Regions from separate parts of the Mus musculus genome. Here region 1 is linked to region 2. A link is a contact called in public HiChIP or PLAC-seq data. All regions are on one chromosome and are shown on one strand. The core of a region is the stretch at or near the end of the contact, and the rest is flanking DNA. Distances in the headings are between cores, read along the strand shown.

Evidence for each region. HiChIP or PLAC-seq counts read pairs in DNA pulled down with a chosen protein or histone mark.
Region 1: a contact with region 2 is called in an H3K27ac HiChIP or PLAC-seq map of trophoblast stem cells, with 4 times the contacts expected there. The contact joins two enhancer-like sites. A contact is called at or near these places in 2 of 484 Hi-C or Micro-C datasets (embryonic stem cells and muscle stem cells), 6 of 115 datasets of contacts at active chromatin or transcription factors (differentiating embryonic stem cells, embryonic stem cells, pancreatic cancer cells and 1 more) and 2 of 9 other capture datasets (adipose tissue and embryonic stem cells).

Annotation. Positions count from the first base shown.
Region 1 is chr5:92,948,639-92,956,330 of GRCm38.p6, reverse strand. Shroom3 (shroom family member 3) reads right to left here. Exons shown (of 11, transcript NM_015756.2): 7 at 5,011-5,847; 8 at 3,301-3,792; 9 at 920-1,070. Among named protein-coding and RNA genes, the nearest start is that of Gm36764, 57 kb to the left of the region's middle. Within about 2 kb of position 1,805, at least 31 of the 459 cell types and tissues checked have an H3K27ac peak or open chromatin away from gene starts, as enhancers often do. A contact at or near this core is called in trophoblast stem cells, where this site is marked.
Region 2 is chr5:92,770,940-92,778,641 of GRCm38.p6, reverse strand. The region is part of intron 1 of Shroom3 (shroom family member 3); the gene reads right to left. Among named protein-coding and RNA genes, the nearest start is that of Mir1961, 14 kb to the left of the region's middle. Within about 2 kb of position 4,636, at least 39 of the 459 cell types and tissues checked have an H3K27ac peak or open chromatin away from gene starts, as enhancers often do. A contact at or near this core is called in trophoblast stem cells, where this site is marked.

The DNA of each region.
Region 1 (7,692 bases), core at 556-3,055, 180 kb before region 2:
GTCAGCAGGGCTGACAGGGACATGCTAGGAGGTGTTCAACAGAGCAGGGATCTGAAAGAGAAGCCTTTGGTTGGAAGAAATGAGTTTCTGTAGTCCCTGTTACAACATGCAGCAGGGAGCTCACAAATCTTCTAACAGGATGCCTCTCAAAGCTTTCCTTGTTTTTTTTTGGGGGGGGGGGGAGTGAGTGCGCGTGCCCATGTCCTGTGGTTTCATCCAACACATTAGGAAGAGGGCCTGGAATAAGTACGTACAACAAATAGAATCCCATATGCAAGTCCTCCTGACATCAATGCCACCAAAGCACATACTCCATGTTCCACTGAAGCAAGCCGCACGTGTCGTTTTGCAGAGGGCACAGCTGGGATCTAGGTACAGCTATAGGCAAAGTGGAAGGCCGCTCTGCCCTGCAGGCACAGCTTGGCCCTGATCTCCACAGGACACAGGGAGGCTGTGGCAACAGCAAGGTCATCATAACATGCTTGACAGTTACAAGTTCTGTAGGTGGACCAGTGCTGCATTACGTTCCAACCGTGTGCTTTAAATAAAGCTCTTCTCTGAGCACTGCAAGAGCTGTGGGTGGTAAGGTCAGCCGCACCTTTTCGTAGATGTGCCTTGCCAGCCACTGCTTCCCTGAGCAAAATTTTAAAACTCTAGTTTTGCTCTTGACATAAGCTACCACCATTGCTGAGAACCGTGTCAGAGCCCCTGGGGTGCGGTCCCAGCTGTGACACCTCTAATGACTCAATCTCTCCAAGGTTTCATTCATCGTTTGCAGAATGAGACTGACAGTGGCTTTCCTGTCTGTCAGAGCCACAGGTCCATGGTCCCCCTCCTAGTCCTTAGGGGCTGGTAGTCACTTGTGGTCATGAGAAGGGCCTGGCTCCCCTGGGAAGCAGAACAAGTGTCCCCACCCTACCTTTTTCTCATTGACATCCTCCTGCCCCTCCTCCTCCTGCAGCTCCTCCGGCATGTCTTTGATTTTGTTGAGCAGCTCCGCCTTGGCAGCAGAGACACTGTAGTAGGCAGGACAGTTGACCAGCACACTCACTGCCTCCTTGTGGTCGCTCCTGAAACACACAGCTCAAGCTCAGAACCGTGCAAAGTCCTCCTTAATTTCCCCCAGACATAGTGACTGATGAGCAATTTACTGATAGTGACTGTGCTGGGCTCCCACGGCCAGGCAAACCCAGGATGCAAAGTTCCTAAGGGCAGTGCTGGAGATGGCATCAAGAATTTGAAACTAGCCAAGGCTATTCCATCCCAAGAGAATGTAAAAAAAAAAAAAAAAAAAAAAAAAAAAGTGGAGGGAGAAAAGAAATGTAAAGTCTACCTGCTGATTACACAGGGGGTGGGGAGCTCAGAGCTGTCCAAGAAAACCAGGAACTGAAAACCATGGTATCTCATGCTGTTTGTTTTACCATAGCGGAGTTGCTTTTCCAAGTCTGTTTCATTTTTGTGAGGAGATGGGGGTGGAACCTGGGTCCTCAGGCATGCTGGGGGCAGGTCAGGGTTCAGATATACCACATGCAAGTACGATCTCTTGGAGAGAGAGTTTAACTCTTCAGTGATAGATTATTTAACTGTGGCCCTGTGATTTTACTCAAGAACTAGACATACAACATCTTCACTGGTCTCTTTAAGCAGTGTATCCGCGTGTAAGCCAGCTGACTAGAAAGCTGGAAAAAGCCTCCACACGCATGTGTGACGCTTCTATCAGCTTCTCCCCAGTGTTCCTGGCTCAGGAGTCTGATGAAGCCTCACAATGCTATTTGCCACAGCAGGACGACGTTTACTGTCACCAGAAGGTGGCGCGTGTCATCTTTCTGAAACCCTCGGGAAGGACTAGGACAGGATCATTTCACTACCAAACTCACCAGGGACTATAAATTCTCAGACAGTAGCTTTCTGAGGACATCTGTGAATCTACACTGGTCTCTGTGCAGCACGTAGTCAGATAACAACAGCATGGGCACTGACTCTCACCATGATGAACTGCACAGTGAACATTTGCTCCAACCCAGAGCGAGTCTCAGTGGGAAACGCTCTCAGAGGGCATCCTTTGGGGCCATGTGGTGCTCAGTGACTGCCCTTTACAGTGCAGGTGTCCAGCGATGTTTGCTACAGTGTGATTCTGGAGAGGTCACCTGCACCAAAGACAGCCTCAACTCCCCAAATCTGAAGCTGAAGAGACAGGCAAGGAAGCTGCGAGGCCGTGAACAGATGCGCTCTGAGAATATAGCCCACAAATGGCAAAAGCTATGCACACAGCTCTTTTCTCCCTCCCACCCAAATAAAACAGCGCTCCTGCTACTGACTCAGTTACAGTCAGCTGCAAGTTTCTAAACGGCAAACCCGTATTTGGGTGAACTGTTCTGTTTTTATTTTATCTGGAAGCTACTTACTGCTGAGTCGCAGTCTGTCAATATTATCACTAAAAACTAAAAAGGAAATAAAACCCACTCTACATCTTTCTCCTCATAGTCCTTTAACCAAGTATGTAAGCAAATCTCAGAATAATTTTAAAAAATCCACAAAATAGGAAATATAACTGCTCACAGTTCTCCCACTGTGGCTGGGCCCTGGGGTGATGTTCCAAGACCAGCAGAGGGCTCAAGAGCCTCCAGAGTGGGGGTCAGGTGAGGGGGTGGGGGCGGGGTGGCTAAGTGGCCCCGGCATACCCAGGAGAGGGTTTCCCACTGACATCTGTTCAAATTTGAGCAAATGTTCACCTCAATGCCTCAAAGTGCATGTCCTATACAATAAACACATCTATTTCTCCAGGCCCCTCCCCCTTTCATAAAGACTGGTCCACTTGGTTCTTGTAGACGCCCACATCCTGCCTTTGCTCCCTTCTCAGCACTGAGCCTGGGGGGACGTCCCTGAAAGTCACCTACAACAGGAGAGACAACCATGTGTTTGCCGAGTTAGGGACAGACACGGGACAATTGCTGTGGCTCACTTGCCAGGGCCTGCCTAGGTGGATCAAGGCGTTAATACGCCTCTGTGTTTCTGAGGTGGCTGGCGGTCCTCTCAAAGGTGCGCTGTGAAGATGAGCTGCAATAATGTTTATATAAGGATGTGTGATGCACAGAAAATGACCTCTGGCTACAAATAACAGTGGTTCCTACTGCTCTCATTCTTGCTGTTGGGCATCTGCCCCACCTCCGGCCCGAAGGCTGGGATGGAATGTCACTCTTTGCCAGTGGCCTATGGTAGGGACATGTCACATCCAAAACCTATCATCACCCCACAGGAGTTGAGTCACAGGCTCTTTGGGGTGGACTAGAGGGGACTTACGCCTTGGCTTCACATCCCGCACGCCTGGCGGTGATGTCTAAGGCTTTCCTCTTTGCGCCACTATCCATCAGCACACTGGCGTCTCCAGGGAATAAACCCTCCATCAGGTCCATCGTTGTCTTCATCCTGGAGTCAGGATCTAAAATGTCTGCCAGAGACTTGTCTTGGTGGACAATTTCCTTGGCTAGAGCCTCTGTCCGGATATCTTCTGAGGTCTTCTGAGGCTCGGCGTGAGTTTTCTTTCCTAGATCCTGAGTTCTCTCGACAGGTTCATAAGTGAGGTTTCGGGTCTGGCTGGGACAGAGCTGCTTGCCAGGAGAACCGTTGAGCTGAGGCTGGGCGCTCGCGCTGGAAGGCGTGTTGGACTCGGCTTCTGAACCTTTGGCCGAGGTTTGGGGTGGTGTGGCAGTCATTATCTGACTACCTTCGGAATGGGCTGCCCCAGGCACGTGCCCTTCCCTTGTGACCATCACCCTGGGAATTCTGCAGGGGCTGTGAAGGGAAGAAGAGAGAGAGCGGGTAAGGGGCGCATTGATGGTGCTGAGGATGAGGGCACAGGAGATGTGAAGGAGACACATTAGGACTAGAGCATCCCAGAGCAGGAGTGGCTGACATAAGGAGACACATCTGCGGCACTCTCCCACGACCACGGGGTTCTGAAGGGCCTTCTTCTGAGCCCAGGGCTGGTTCCTACATACATTCACTAGGACTCAGTTTTGACGAGTGTTGCTGTTGGGCCCCGGAGCTTTCTGGGAGGTACAGACAGGCAGAGGGTAGTGGTGGTGAGTGACCTCTGTGGCATCCAAGAGATGATACCCCACAGAGGTTATTTTGTGTTTGAGACAGAGTTCTCTCTTGCTACATAGTCCTGGCTGTCATGGAACTCACAGAGATCTTAGGGCAGCATTGTGCCATAGTATATGTGTGGAGGTCAGAGGGCAGATTCTCCCTTTCCACCATAGTGGGCCTGGAGAGCAAACTCTAGTCACCAGGCTTGGTGGCACTTGCCAACTAAGCCATCTTGCTGGATCCCAAGAAGAGAATTCTGTTATGAGCAATCACTAGTCTCAGAAACTGTGCTGGGAAATGCTAGTTCTGCACCAGCCTGGCTTCACTTCACCGTCTGTTAGCTCCATCCTGTACCTCTGGCATGGAGTGTCCGCAGACAGGAGGTGGCCATCGAAATTCAGCCTCTTCTTTGAGAGGCTGCCTCCAGGCTGTGTGTGTGTGTGTGTATTCTAACTTCAGTGTTTTCTCCAATGTCTGTTCTATCAGCATTATTTATTTTAAATGTATGAGTCCTCTGTCTGCATCTACATGCCGGAAGAGGGCATCAGATCCATTTTCTAGATGGTTGTGAGCCACCATGTGGTTGGTGGGAATCAAACTCAGGACTTCTGGAAGAACAGCCAGTGCTCTTAACCACTGAGTCATCTCTCCAAGCTTTCCCAGCCCCCCTTTATATTATACTTTTTTTTTAAACTGATCTAAAACTCAGTCAGACAAGAGGAACTGCGTCTTGGCTCTTCAAATCATCACTTCTCTGCAGACAATACATGCCAGCCCCCCAAGGCAAACTTTATAGAGTTGTGTTGAACTTGTATAAAGAATCTCTGTCCCCATGCTCTCCTGTGCGCGACAGAGGGACGCCCTGGTCAACACCTGAGAGTGAAGGATGGCCGCTTCCCCTCACCATCACTGCCCACTCACCCGCTGCCAGCTTCCGTGGATGCCTCACCATCCAGCAGTACCTCACACAGGGCTTGGGGAGGAGGAGGCGGAGGAAAGTCATCTGTGCCATTCACTAGAGGTTCCTCGCTCGGTGGCGAAGGTGGCGGGGGTGGGGGAAGAGCTTCAAATGTGGGGCTTGAAGTAACCTTGGGGTGCAAGTCCTTCATGAACACTTCGTCATCATAGTCCCCCCGGGGCGGTGGGGAAGGTTGAAGGGCTGACTCCGATATTCGGAGCGAGATCCTTCCTGGAGTGTCTGGGTCAGAAGTGCTGCAGGAACTCGGACGACTCGGCTGGTTTCTATAGTGCTTCAGGTTCGCAAACTCAGGCGCCAAGGTGTCCTCAGCAAGGCCGTCCTCTCTGACCGCGTGGGCCCATTTCACCCAAGGGGGAGGGGGTCGCTGAGGCAGGGATGTCCTCTTCCACATCCCCTCCCCTAGCCCATATGCTGGGCTGCTGAGCTCAGGGCTTCTTGGACTGGTAGGCTGGGTCACTGCAGAGGCAGGGGATGAGGGAGGCTGTTGCCCAGTCTGCTGATCCATGGCAAGCTGTGACCGGTAACTGGAGGGGACAGGTGATGGCAGAGGGGAGCTGAGTGAGGCAGCTCTGGCGTCTGGGAAGTGGCCGTGCATTCCTGCTGAGAGTGGCCTAGGACCAGGCGCTCTACGTTGCTTCAGATGATCCGCGGCTCCAGAAGATTCGGGAGGAGCTGAGGAAGCCACAGTGGCTTTGCAGCCTGAGCCGTTCCAGCAGGGCGTAGGGTGGTGCAGGGGCAATGCCAGCTCATTCTGGCCTTTGTCTGAGCAGCTGAGAGACCTGGAATGGGGCACAGACTTGAGGGTCAGAGCTCTGCAGAGGGGGCAAGCAGTAAGCATCAGAAACACAGACGAGCTAAGTTACACTAAGTAGCGGGCAGGCAGAGGACCCACAGGCAGGGTCAGAGTCCTTTCACTAGCCCTCCCCACGGCCCCTACTCCTGCCATGACACACATGTAAAATGGCTTCTGAGGACAGGCATGAAGGAAAAACAACAACTTTCCTTAGCTCCTTTTGGACTACTTTGGGGAACAGCTCTAGGCTCTGGGGAGAAAGACTGATGCCTCTATGTGTCCCTGAACCATAACAATGGAGGGGTCTGCCTGGGGGAGTGTGTGTGTGTGTGTGTGTGTGTGTGTGTGTGTGTGTGTGTGTAGCTGCTGAGTCCGAAGGTTGGTAATAGCATTTTCTGTTCTTTAAGTCTTATTTCCTAAGACAAAAATGAACAAATGAACAAAAGGAGGGAGGTGTCACCTAAGGAGCTAACCCAGTCAGGACATAGTCAAGTACTGACTGACGTAGTACCCCGAGCAAGTGATACCGTCACCAAGGAAACCTAACAACCAACTCCTGGTAGATGCCCTCGCTACTGGATGGAGTGGGATGGATGGATGGATGGAGGGAGGCAGGGTGGAGAAGGGAGGAGAAGTGTCCGCAGCACTGCTAGCCTGTGCCTGTGATGGAACAGTTAACTAACGTGGGGATTAACAAGGCAGCCTCTAGCAAGTCCTGCCTTCTGTGAATTAGTCTGCAGTTCCGCAGCTGGCCGTGGAAGGGGACCTGGAGAGCAGATGAGCCTCTCATTTCACCCATCTGAGGCCTGGGGTGGAGCTGTGACTTTCCTACATCCCAGCAGCCGTTCACCACAAAACTATGAAGTGCCAGACAAGGTTGACACAGCCTGTGGAGGGGGACGGCATGCAGCCATGTGCATGCTCTTATGTTTGCTGGAGACAGATGGTTGGGTGAAGGGCCTCTCTCAGAGCTCCTCAATCTCAGATGTAGCCCCACCCCCACCGCCATCACAGGCTCCTTTATTGAGTCCAGGGACATCTATGGGCTATTCTGCACTTCGTGATGGATTCAGAGGCAAAACCTCTTGGAACTGCCTCTTATTTGAAAAAACCTCTAAAATTATGATAAAATCCTTTACGTAAAATTTTATCTCCAGCACCTGGTAGTGGTAGTGATAGATAGGGGCAGGGGAGAGTAAAGACAGGGTGTGGCTCCCTAACCCAGGCTGCCCTCTAACTCTGCAGCCCTCTGCCTTCGCCTCCCAAGTGCTGGGTGCGCTTAGACTGCACTGCACACGGCACCTTATGCGGTCTAAGCACACAGCTCCACAGTGTTAATCATGTTTGTGGGGTGGGTGTAGCTCTGTCACAGCGCCCTCACCTAGTGTACAGAAAGGCGCTGGCCCTGCTCCCCAGCACCAGAGGGGGAAAGTTCTCCTTGCTGTAAGTCAAACCTCTAGAACGCTTTACATATTGTAGAAGTGAAGCCTACATATCCACTCGAGAACTCCATTTCTCCCCATACCACCCTGGGCAATTACCACTCTCCCTTCTGTTTCTGAGATTTTGGTCAAATGCCTCGCGTAAGTGGATGCAGACAGTGTGACCCTTTCCATCTTATCTCATTTAGCTAATATCTGCAAGGTTCATATTTGGCAGGATTTTTCTCTTTCTAAAGTGGACAGTACTCCACCATGCTCACACACTCTGTTTATATAGTCATTCCCTGATGGAGACCTGAGTCCGAGATGGTTTCTGACTCCTGTCAACAGAGAACAGCACTGCTGTGAGCTTCCGCACGCAAGCCTTTCTCAGACTCTGCTTTTAGTTC
Region 2 (7,702 bases), core at 3,387-5,886:
TGACAGGTGGAGGGAGAAAAAACAAGCAATGAGGTCATTGAACAGGTTCATGCCGGGGTGAGCAGGACACCGACCTCGTGCTTTGGGAGTGAACAGAGGGAAACGTTGCTTGGTCCAGCGTGCTGGTGGATGGTGATGGGATATCTATTGGTCAGATAAAGTGATGCAAAGAGGGAAGCAAAAGGAACTCAAAGGCAAGGGAACAAAGCCTGGGTCGGGTTTCCCCTTTTTCATAGTTTCTCCGAACAACTGTTTCTATAGTCAAAGACCGCCAACAGATCTTAGGATCCTTAGAATGGACCAAAAAGCAATTTGTGTTGCTTTCATAGTTATAAAAATAAAGCTGTAGATTTGCACCTTACCTACTTCCTTTTTTGAACAATAAAAATAGTATATGCTAAAATCAATGTTTTAATTAATTTGCTAGTAAACACTTACATATTGATTACACAGTTAGAGAGAGTGGGGATCATGCACAAAGGTATAAAATTCCACCTGCTCGTTCACAGCACTCTGAAGAAGTCACTGCAACTCAGCAGTGAGTTTTATGTGCATTTTAAAAAGTTTATTTAACAAAGATGCTATTCCATTTTACACGCCTCGGCAAGCTTCACGGAGAGGTCTGACGGTGATTTGTTATGATCCTGCGCCACACATACACACTCTGAGAGAGCTAAGATTTGTGCTCTCTAAGCTTCTGACTGTTCTACACTGTGCACATGCAAGATGGAGCAGCAAGATCCACTGTGTGAACCGCCAGCCGCAGCTCCTGGCCTACTGAGAAACATCCAAAAGTGGGAGCCATTGTTTTTCATAAGTCATACAGTATGAAGACACTGCCATTCAAAACAGCTCATCACATTATCGGCTGCATGAAACTCGAGAGTGGAGATGTCACAAGCTGTCTTTTAGTCCTTTTGCACTAATGGCCATTGCTGCCTAGTAAACTTCCCTGCCAGCCTGGATATCTAGTGCTCTCCACGCATACTGAATAGCCTCCCCAAGGCCTGTGTCAGCTGTTCAAATTTTCCTCCTACCAGGATCTCTCTCCTCTCTCAGCTGGACTTCGGAGCCTTCTCCAAAAGCCACAGCAGCCCACACTGATAACAGCATAGTCAGACTATATGGCCTATTTCTTAGTAGCTATGTGACTTTGAACGTGTGACTCAACCTCCCCATGCCTCAGTTTCCCCATCTAAATGATAAACATTTACCACATGTATAGTGGGATTACAAGAGCCTACAGGATAAAGCAGTGTCTGTAGCATAGCGCTTACTCAGAGGAGTTCAAATACAGTTACGATCCATCGTTTCAGGCCAAGTTCAAGGTCCATCTCCTCCAAACTGTCCAGACTTCTCACCAATACCCACCCCAACTCCTTTACCTCTGTATTCACCTATGAAGACAGTCCCTGAGGTTGAGAGTGTAGCTAAGTAGCAGAGCTCTTGTCCTGCATACAAAAGGCCCAGGCTTGTGTCCCCAGCATTAAAGAGAGAAGAGCAGAGAAAGTAATGCCCCTCCCCTGCTTTCAGAGACCCAATGAACAAAATAATATAGAAACATAATATGACATTCAAATAATTTACTTCCTTAGCCAACTTTAACATAATGCCGTATTCCCCACATGATCGCTCAGCAAAGTCATTTATATCTTGTCTATTGTCTGTCCATAGGCTCACCTTCCCTAGCTTGAACTGTGAGCCTTTGAAGACAGGACTCAGTCATGACTCCATCTGTAATTAGGTCAAAATGTAGGACTTCCTGAGAAAGCACAGCTTTGCGGCTGTAACAAAATACCGAGCAAGTCGATAAGAGATGAAGGTACAGTAATGAACATGATCAGGCTCTCCCCAATGCAGGCTGTGAATCCGAGTTCTGACCACATTATTCACCAACAAATTGAACAAAACAAACCCTAGGAAATGGTCAGTGGTGTATATGAAGATGGAAATCAAGTTATAGAATCAATGGCAGATGAACAGATAAAGTCAATCTGGGACACACACAATGGAGTGCCACTCAGCCATGAAGAAGAACGGGATTATGTCATTCTTCAGGTAACTGGAGGTTATCTATCCTGTTCTGAGTGCAGAAAGATGAATATCACATGCTTTTTTTCATGTGGGGAAATCTCAGGTTTTTTAAGTGGTTAATTTGGAAGACAAGGGAGACTAGTGGGACAGGAAGAGGGGCCAGAGAGGGTCACAGAGGCTGAACATGATCAGAGTACATTACGTACATGTGAAAATAATACAAAACAAAGGAGCCAGGGGGATGCTTCACACCTGTCATCTGTCACTCAGAAAGCCAAGTCAGGAGGCTCATACCGAGTCCAATACCAACCTGGGCATCCAGAGGTACGTACAGAGATTGCCAAGAATCCGTGACAACAAAACATACATTTATTTTCTATAAGTTAAAAGAGAAGGAAGAGGAGGAGGAGGAGGAGGAGGTTCATTGTAGAGTTTCCTTCGTGTACATTCATGACTGAGATGAAAGCAAACATTAGGAAGGAAAGGTGGGATGTGACCCAGAGGACTAAGCCACATTCCAAGCCCCCTACCCCCCACTTTCTATATTTACAGAGTTGCCCAGAAACTCTTCACTTTTTACTACACTTTTAGGTTTGAACTGCTTTTTATTGTTTTCTAAACTTATTTATTGAAATAAGTTCTAACTAGATAACTCTGTCTGGCCTGGAACTCACAGTCACCCCCCTGTATTTGTCTCCTTAGTGCTGGGATTAAAGGTATGTATTACCACACTCCAGAAAAAAATATATTTCTACTGTTTAATGTTTTGCGGTGCTGGGGCTGGAACCTACACAATGCTAGGCAGGTACAGCTTTAATTCCATCCTTAGCCCAATATGTTTACTTTAATTTTTTTAATTTTAATTTTCTAATTTTAAAAAGATTTATTTATTTGTTATTTATATGAGTACACTGTAGCTGTCTTCAGACACACCAGAAGATGATTACACACCAGAAGAAGGCATCGGATCCCATTACAGATGGTTGTGAGCTGCACCATGTGGTTGCTGGGAATTGAACTCAGGATCTCTGGAAGAGCAGCCAGTGCTCTTAACCACTGAGCCATCTCTCCAGCCCTTTAGTTTTTAAAGATTTATTTATTTTATGTATATGAATACACTGTCACTCTCTTCTGACACACCAGAAAAGGGCATCACATCTCACTATAGATGGTTGTGAGCCACCATGTTGTTGCTGGGAATTGAACTCAGGACCTCTGGAAGAACAGTCAGTGCTCTTAACCACAGAGCCATCTCTTCAGCCCCCCAAGGCAACACGTATAAAGGAAAACATTTAATTGGGGCTGGTGTACAGTTTCAGAGGTTTAGTCCATTATCATCATGGTGAGAAGCATGGCAGCATCCAGGCAGACTTGATGCTGGAGGAGCCAAGAGTTCTACCTCTTGATAAAAGGAAGCAAGGTAGGAGACTAGATTCCACAGTGGGCGGAGCTTGAGTATAGGAGACCTCAAAGCCCGCCCACACAGTGACACACTTCCTCCAATAAGACCACACCTCCTACTAGTGTCACACCCTATGGGTTAAGCTTTCAAATATTTGAGTCTATAGGGGCCAAGTCTATGCAAACTACCACACCCTGAATGTATATATGTATATTATGTGCATACCTGAGGCCTAGAGATGTCAGATGTTTTCAGATTCCCTGAGACTGGAGTTACAGACCATTGTGAGTCACCATGCGGGTGTTGGGAACAAACCTGGGGTCTTTCTCAAGAATAACAAGGGCTCTCAACCCCTGAGCCAATGCTCAAACTCCCCACATGCTTACTCTTAAAAAGTTAATTAACATAATAATTTATGAAACTGGAGAAGCAGAGGCTGAGATAATGTTTTGAAATGGTATTTCTATGTAAAACACTAGTTGGGCACCTACTTAGACTTGCATGCTTTTGTTTTGTGTTGCTGGGGGTGAACCAGAGGTTCATGCCCTGTCACTAGGTTACACCCACAGCTTCTGCTTCTTGCTTTGATTCTCCAGCATCACCACACAGTCTCTGGGTGAGTCACGGTGTCTTAGGGTTTTAATTATCTCCAGAGATACTTTCAGGTCTTTGCTCCAACATGGATCTTTTGTAAGCCCTTGGCTTTTATTTTCAGCTTCTTGCTCTCTATTCTTTTGTGTCCTTCCACTATAACAGGGCGTTCTTATCAACCCAAACAGACCCTGCCCATCTCTACCTACCCCTCCTATGAGTAGCTCCTGCCCATCTTGAGACAAGCCTTTTTTTGCTATCATTCTGATCATGCCACATTTTCAGCACTTAAACTCCGAAGTCAGAAACTTAAGAGAGAGAGAGAAAGAGAAACAGAGACAGAGACAGACAGAGAGAGAGAGAGGGAAAGAAAAAGACTTATCTATTCACCCATCCCAAACATGTTTTTGAGCACCTAACATTTCCAGGCATTCTCTTAGACCCAGGAAATAACCTGTACCCTCTCCTCTTTCCCGGAGTTTACATTCTAGCATATTTTTAGTATAGTTCACATCTTTGTCCGTAACTAAAAATGCTGGTGCCAGAGAGGCAGACTGGTAATAAACAGGGCTGGATTTTTCCCTTATCTTAAGGGCACTTCAACTGAGCCATGTAAACAAGTCTCCCTGGAAGGTTAGGCAGTTTCCAGGAAAGGGAGGAGGACTCTGGGAAGCCTGCTGGGTACCTGGATCTACCCAGGACTGTATCCCAAAACGGGTATCTCACCCAAAAGGCCTACCCTGGGTTTTGAATGAAGCTAGTTTCACAAGTGTTGATTACCACATTTCAGCCATTTAGGGAAAATAAAGGTGGCTGTTTTGTTTGATACTGCCTTAGGATGTCAATGGCCCCTCCTACCTCAGGGGTGAGAGCTCTTCCCTGCCTGGCTATCACAATGTCAGCTGACACAATGTTTGTTGATGGTTTGATAATAAACATGGTTGCCATGCAAGTTGAAGCTACTGACTAGAACAAAACTATCAATATTGTCTCTATCATAACAAATGATAAAATGAACTGTTGATACAAACTGATAGCAGCCAAGTAAGCTTGTGTGTGTCTGTCTGTCTGTCTGACTGACTGTCTGTTTGTCTGTCCGAGTATGGATCTGTGGGCATGAGTGCTGGTGCTGGAGAAGGCTAGAGGCATAAGATTCCCCGAGGCTGGAGTTACAGGTGCTTGTGAGCCATGTGACGTGGGTGCTGGGAACTAAATTCTAACCCTTTGGAAGAACAACCCATAGTTGTAACCTCTGAGCCATCTCCTCAACTCTGAAGCTCATGTGATTATTTACAGTATCTAAAATCATTGTCATGACTTCAAAAAAAAAAAAAAAAGAATATTCACAATCTTCTTGAACTAGTCATCAAAGAGAATATTCCCTCTAACCCCATGCAGTGCTGACACTGTCCGTCAAGATTCACTGGGGAAAAAGCTTATTATTTTAAACTTTGGACTGATATATTGGCAGCTAACAAGGTCACTGGCATTCTTTATCCAGTTTCACCTGCAGAGAATTTACTTACTCCAGGAATGTGACTGTCACCAGGTTAAAGAGCTTTAAAGAGCTTCAGATAGCACCAGGCAATGCTGACTAGCAGATCCCCAAGCCAGCAAAGGCGGTGGAGATGCACACATGGGCGCCCACAACAGACATGTGCTTCTCTCTCCCCTGAAATCCTACATTTATCTACACCTGCGGAAATCAGTTGAATTGATTTTAATTATTTTTAAAGGGCATTTTATTTGTGTGCGCGCGCGCATGTGGGGTGTGTCGGAGGGATTTCGGGAGTCAGTTCCCTCCTGGTGGTGGAAGATAGCACGGTCTCACTTCAGGGCTCTATCTGATGTTAGCTTAGTCTGGAAGGCTTTATGCCCAGGTGACCATCTGACTTTATCGTTATGTCCAAGCTAGAAGAGGCATTCCCTAGCTACCCCTTTACAGCAAGAGATGGTACACAAGGCCTTGCACCTGTTACTCAAGTGCCTTACCACTGAGCTACACCACCAGCCACACCCCCTCTAAGAGTCTTCATCTTCCTTCCCAACTGCATTCCCCCTTAGCACTTAATCCATGACCAGTACTTAATATGTATACACATTTTATACATTTATTCACATAAGCAGGTAAGTAGGTACGACATAGTGTGCGTAAAAGTCAGACAACCATTTGTAGGAACCAGCTCTTCCCCTCCACCATGTGGGATTAAGGGCGAGTACCTTTCTTCACCTGTCAATCATCTCATCAGCCCCATGACCTATAATTTTCCTTTCTTTCTTTTTTTTTTTTTTGTACATTTATCTACTGTTTCCTTCCATCTTATTTAATCTTTTCCACGGTTATCTTTGATTCCTTTTTTTGTTTGTTTGGTTTTTTTTGTTTGTTTGTTTTTTTGTTTTGTTTTTTCGAGACAGGGTTTCTCTGTATAGCCCTGGCTGTCCTGGAACTCACTTTGTAGATCAGGCTGGCCTCGAACTCAGAAATCCGCCTCCCTCTGCCTCCCGAGTGCTGGGATTAAAGGCATGCACCACCACGCCCAGCTTAATAATTCCTTATTTTTTTATTAGATATTTTCTTTATTTACATTTCAAATGTTATCCCCTTTCCTGGTTTCCCCTCTGAAAATCCCCTGTCCTCTCCCCCCTGCCCCCTTCTCACCAACCCACCCACTCCCGCTTTCTGGCCCAGGCATTCCTCTATACTGGGGCATAGAACCTTCACAGGACCAAGGGCCTCTCCTCCCATTGATGATTGACTAGGCCATCCTCTACTACATATGCAGGTGAATCCATGGGTCCCACCATGCGTTTTCTTTGGTTGGTAATTTAGTTCCTGGGAGCTCTGAGGGTACTGGTTAGTTCATATTATTGTTCCTCCTATGGGGCTACAAACCCCTTCAGCTCCTTGGGTCCTTTCTCTAGCTTGACCTATAACTTTTCTTGTGTGTCTTCCTTATTACCTGTCTCTCACTCAAATATCAGTCTATGAGAAGTCTGGCTGATGCCTGTCATAATTTGTCCCCAGCACGCAGAACAGTGCAGGAACCAAGATTAGTGTCCAGTATTCATCATCTAGCTAAGCAACGTGTCATTGCCATAGCAACCAGGTGTTGTTGGGTGCCTCAGATTTCAATAATGGTACTATCTCTACCGGACTGTAAAGTTAGTGTACGCACTTGGTTTATAACAAATGTCCATAAATTCTCAGCTACAGAACAGAATGCTGATGCTCAGAGGGTGAAATGGCTTGTGTGTGCATGGCTGAACATTAGGAAGAGGAAAGAGCTGAGGTAGAGTTCCAGACAGACTCCAAAGCCCACATCCTCCAGTCTGCTGCCTCTGAGAACCCCTCAAGATCTTTGTCCCAGACTAATACTTCTCCACTTGTCAGTCTAATCCCTCAAGTGCCCAAGAAACCCAACACTCTACATTTCTGTGTCCTGATCCTTCTTTTTCAGAAGTCCTAAGAACTGGAAACCGATTACATAAGCTTATAGATTTAACAGCAGTCACAGATCATGCATGGGAAAGCAAGCTGGCATCTACCGCCCCAGCGGTAGGGAGGTGTGGCTACGCAAAACCGAACACATAACACCTTCTGCTTAATCTCATCTCTATCTGGGGTCTGATTAGAATCCAGCTCATCCTGCAGAGGGCAATCACACCCGAATTTCA